2 separate regions of the Zea mays genome follow, and region 1 is linked to region 2. A link is a contact called in public Hi-C data. All regions are on one chromosome and are shown on one strand. The core of a region is the stretch at or near the end of the contact, and the rest is flanking DNA. Distances in the headings are between cores, read along the strand shown.

Region 1 (2,700 bases), core at 148-2,647, 54 kb after region 2:
AGGTTTGTAAGAACCGAACCTCGGTAAAATAAATCACCGTGTCATCCGCTCTATCTGTTTGGTTGATTTGTTTTCGCCATCTCTTTCGAACTCGACTCTATTTCTAACGCTAACCCCGTCTTTTAGTTGTGCTTAAAGTTTGTAAAATTCAGATTTGCCTATTTACCCCTCCTCTCTAGGCGACTTTCAGGTACAGTTCGTTACAGACGGTCCGGTGCATACTGAATCGACCATGTAGAGGGCCTGGTTCACCGTGAGAGCACCCTTGAAGTTCTTTTCTTCTCCATTTCTTTAGTATTCAACTTGAACTTCTTAGAGAACCTTCATGTGACTTAGACACACATGATTAGTGTATAGCCCAAATGACTAGTCACAGATTCTGAACTCTTTGTCATCCTCTACTCAACTTTGCTCGAACAGGGTCCCAAATAGCACTCTTTATGAACCAAGCTAGAGAGCAAACCAAAGTACCAAATACTATCTATTTATTTAGACACACATGATTAGTGCATATCACCAACTTGATCTTGCATCTATCTATTTAAACGATCCAACAGTAAACTCACCTCGATGAAATTGTTGAACAGGACACGGCGGCTCCTCCTTGACACCCGCCTGATCCACACCCTGCTGCTACCGGCGTCGCAAAAAAAAAGTGCTAGGCCAAAATGGCAACAGAGGGGCGGGGAAGATGAGTTAGTTGCAACGTACTTCATTTCTAGGGTCTACTATTGGACTGAACACTTGTATTTGGACCCTAAACAAATTATATTTCTTCAAATTATAGGGCATAACTATGAGGCTTATGGTTGGAGTTGCTTAAGCGGTCATTTAGGTAGCATTTGCTTTGACCGAAGACGTAGTTTCCACCGTATACCTTGCCATTTTTGTGGTATGATCTGTCCGACTTTATTAGGAAGATACAATCAGCTAGTAGTTCTATTATTTTCTTCAGGGGTATATTTCTGACAGCGCATTTGTTTAACATTGCTAGCGTTTTCTGTAGATCTGGTTAAAGCTAGATAAGTTTAAATCAGCACAAGCTTAAAAAAAAGCCGACTTTGGAGCGGACCGAGGAAGCAAACAACTGATGGCCATACCCCTCTCTGACTCTCTCCTTTTGACGACAGCTATGTTGGCTGTTACTGCTAATCTATAGAGATAAAAATACTGTAGAAATAGTAGAATCCGGTATGGATTAAAGTAGTAAATCAACTCTGACGAGAGCGGAAAGCTGGAGGTTGTTTAGAGCTACCAGCATCTGCATGACTGCATGCTGTAGTTTATGCGAAAACCCAGGGGCACAAACAAACAAACAAACGCACGGGCGGCTTGAAGCTGCTGCGTGCTGGAACAACCAGAGAGATTCACAAGCGTCAGAACCGATGCCTCGCCTTTTCCTTGCGCACGGAATCGGACCAATTCCTTCGTCCTGGGCCTTTCCCCGTCCTCACATCCGTGGCTTGGCTCCCTCCAGTTTTTCTATGGCTGCACCGATGCAATTGGACAGCGTAGCCTGTCATCCGTGCAAGACTTGGTGGTGGTTCCTTTCGACCGGCCGGACGGCGGCCAAAACCCAAGTGCTCATATACCATACCCGTCGGCTGACAGGAGACTTGGAGTTGGAAAGCAGGCAACAGCTCTAAAAAACGGAGGCAGCAACTTTGAGTATGGATCCCCTAACCCCCTTCCCGAGCTAAACAGCAAGCCACTGTGTCTTCTTCTTCTTCTTTATTAACAAAGTTGGACTTGAGTTGCACAGGCAAGCAAGCGAACAAGCTGTCAGACTTTGTCCTGTTGTACCCCCGTTGCGTTGCATCGTGCCACACTATTGACTTGGACACGTTCTTTCGATTTTTTCAGCACGCAGGAACAGCGCTGGGATTTCCACAAAAAATGAGGATTACAACCGTGGTTTGTTTTACCGACGATGAGCAGCGGTCAAACAAAACAATAATGGACAGTAGTGCTGGCCGTGGTTGTAGTACAGCCAAGTCTCTATATTGCCATGATTAAGCTGTTGCTGAACCGAAGGTCGTCGGCCTGTTCTTTCTGAGAGCTTAATTATTCCTGTTTCACTTCAATGGAAGACCAGCAGCGGCTATCTTTGGAAAGCAATTGGCTACTGGATGGGCCATGATTAAGCTTCCTGGCCTGGTTGTGGTTGACCAACCAAGAGGAATCTGAAAGACATGAATGAAGTAGATTAAAGGCAAGCCTTTTTTTTCCTAGCCAAGAAGGAAGTGTGCAGCAGCAATGCTTCTGGCCCCCCCCCCGTTCCTCCGGGCGAGGGTGTTACAAAATATTGTATATTGTATATGTGACCAATCCAAAGGGTGCGGCAGAATCTCTCTAAGGGACATACCCCTTGGGATACACCCCTTCACATGTATATAACCAGGACTCCCCTGCAATAATGAAAGATCGCTGTCATTTGTCTCTCTCTCAATCTCGTTATCACTGAGTATACTTCAACACGTTATCAGCACTGCTCACGAGATGGAAAAAAGGAGAAACAAGTTACTCTTAGCGAAAGAATTTTTCAGAAACTTGATGCTCCCAGTGCTCACAGAAATGACAGTGCATGCATGTGGTCACGGTCACAACGTGCGGGTGCTCGTTTCTGTGATGAACGGCTGTGGCCGAGGACGTGCTGGGCGCGGCCGCCTGGATGCACGCCTGCGCTAGAGGCCGCGTGAC
Region 2 (2,700 bases), core at 185-2,684:
ACAAAGAAGCAATATTGGGGAAGTATCACATGGTTGAAAAATTAAGGGGGTGTTTAGTTTCTATGGACTAATTTTTAGTCCCTCCATTTTAAACTCTATTTTAGTTCCCGTATTTGACAATTTAGAGACTAAAATGGAGTGACTAAAAATTAGTCCCTAATAACCAAACATCTTCTAAATACCACATTGACCAAAGACTTGAAGTTTTAGTAACATATCATTTTGTCTTAAATGGGGGTATTGAATGACATAATTGCAGGACAGTGAACGGGTCAATGAGGTACTCCCATGACAAATATATTATGGGAAAATGTTATGGTTCTATAGTATATATTGGTTCCTTCGAAATGCCCACAACTGTCTACAGATTGCTACTATTGAGTCCAAACGAACCTTGTAGAGTTGTAGGATAAAATTCTGCTAAAGCAAACATCCGCGGAAATAGAGAAAACATTCCCCAAAACACGTGATTTCCACTAAAAACTGAATCAGAAAGATTTGACACCACCGCTTCCAATATTAATCAAATCAAACGAATCGACACCACATAAAAAATAAATACAATCACCGTCCAATCAAGCACACATAGAAACAGATCAACTTAAAACAACTGAATTGCTCAGAGTGTATCATCAGTCCCACTAACGGAGTGGCACCTCGTCAAGATCAAACCTAGTACATCAAAAGAAAGAAGGCAAACCTTTCCCTCAAAGAGAGACGCTAACCACCACACTACGGGAACGACCAACCGGTAACGCAAATCAACAAAGATAAGGAAGAAAAAAAAATCAACCTTTTACCAAACAGCCAATGAGAAAAGCAATCTAATCCTACACACGAACCCAGCCACAGCACCGATCCAAGCGCCTCGTTCTCCGATGAAGAATCAAGTCAAGAAGAAGAAAAGGAGCGTCACGGATCATACCTTGCGCTGCTGGTTCCCAAACCCAACGTAAAAGGGATCGTCGGTGGCCCCGTTGCCGCCTGCGGTGGAGCGGTAATCGAAGACCGGCGCATCCGCCGACAACGCTTTCTTGGGCGGCGACGCAGCCGCGGCCGGAGCCGAGGAAGGAACGAACTCCTTGGCGGCCGGGTTAAGATTGGAGAGCAGGTCCACAAGCTTCTGCACGCCCGCCTGGTACTCCACCTCCTTCGCCGCAGCAGACGCCGATCCCTCCGCCACCGCCGCCATACCTAGGACTGAGACGAGGCGGATCAATCGAGGCAGACGCCGGCGGCCGCCTGCCGATATCGGTCAAATCCACCCGCGGCCGGATGGGTGGATTGGGGTGGGGTAGGGCAGAAAGTGCCGGACGGATTCTACTGGTGCGAGGCCATCCAGCGTCTCTGCACACCGGAGCTGAGGGCGGTGGTGGCCTGGTGGGTGTGTGGCTGACGTGGTGCGACGCGGACCTGGGTGCCCTCGCCGACGGCGTCGATGGGGTGGGGCTGCTGGAGCGGGCCGCGGTTGGGTGCTACTGTGCCTACTAGTGCCTCAAGGCTATGGCCATTTTCGGGCTGGGAAATTTACGCGACTACGCGAGAGAGAATCGGGAGGAATCAAAACGGAAACCGGAGAGGAGGAGAAGGGCCGGCGGGTTGTTGGGCTCTCGGCCGCTCGGGTTCCGCGTGGGCATGGTCTCTACACTGCACGGGGAGGCGTGAAGCACGTGCGTAGCAGCACGGGGAGGCGTGAAGCAGCTTATCGACGGATTTATTAAACTCGCCTTGCGTCTCCATCTACATATTCTTGCGTTGCGTCTCCATATATTTTAAGGCATGATTTTACAGTACTATATTTTTGTCATTATTATGACAACACAGTCGTTTTGGCTAACTCCAAATAAATCACGGTCTTGAAAAACAATATTTGGATATAATATTGTAAATTATGGTATTAAGAAAAAGATAGACATTGCATTAAAACTTTAGATTTGAGTGGAGTTTTCAGTATTTCGAAAATACCATATTATCTAGAATATCATGGTTTTATAAACATATGACTTAACTACTATGTTATTACTAAAAACCATGATATTTCTAGAAACTGTAAAAATACATTAAACCTAAATAAGTCCTAAATTTATAGTTTTGAGCGGTGTTTTAAACTATGGGGTACAACGTTTGGCGATTTATTTGCTCTCGAAGTTAGAATTTATTAAATGATAGCTAACAGTTAGTCGTTAAAAATTAACTTACACTCTATTTAAATCTTAATACAATATGTCAAATAATATTTTGTTACTACTATCTAACTAATAAATGTAAGGAAAAGTTCAAATTGCCACTGTGCCCCAAGTTCATGTTACCCATAATCTATTAATTAGTCTACTTAACCTCCACAATTTGCAAAACCATATCACTTTTCATGTTGTAACAAAAATCTGAACCGGCTTGACGATGTGGTGTGGTTTTTCTTGTCACGTCATTTTTGATGTGGCAAGAACAAAATTCAACTCACGTCCTCCTCATGCAATCAGCTTATATAACCTCTGATATATTCAGCTCACATAACCCCCATTCGGCCATTCATATATAGCTTTTTCACAAAGTTGTGAGTATCCTCGCCGCATTCTAGTATTTGCGTCAAAGTTTAGTATAAATTCAATACCTTTTCAGACATAAATTCAGCATAACACTTTTTGAAAAAATGATTAAAATTGATCATTATGATTGTGACGCACGAACTTAGTTCACTAT

The links. Hi-C and Micro-C count contacts between places; a contact is called where the count stands out from the background.
Region 1: a Hi-C map of ear shows a contact between it and region 2, with 6 times the contacts expected there. The contact joins the enhancer-like site here to the promoter of LOC100274095 in region 2. A contact is called at or near these places in 6 of 25 Hi-C or Micro-C datasets (bundle sheath, ear, endosperm and 2 more) and 1 of 3 datasets of contacts at active chromatin or transcription factors (leaf).

Annotation. Positions count from the first base shown.
Region 1 is chr8:24,652,749-24,655,448 of Zm-B73-REFERENCE-NAM-5.0, forward strand. No RefSeq gene overlaps it. Among protein-coding and RNA genes, the nearest start is that of LOC103634965, 23 kb to the right of the region's middle. Within about 2 kb of position 1,398, at least 17 of the 20 cell types and tissues checked have an H3K27ac peak or open chromatin away from gene starts, as enhancers often do. A contact at or near this core is called in ear, endosperm, leaf and 1 more, where this site is marked.
Region 2 is chr8:24,598,552-24,601,251 of Zm-B73-REFERENCE-NAM-5.0, forward strand. It overlaps LOC100274095 (CID11), which reads right to left and starts at 1,435. Exons shown (of 10, transcript NM_001148474.1): 1 at 926-1,435. The coding sequence starts at 1,192.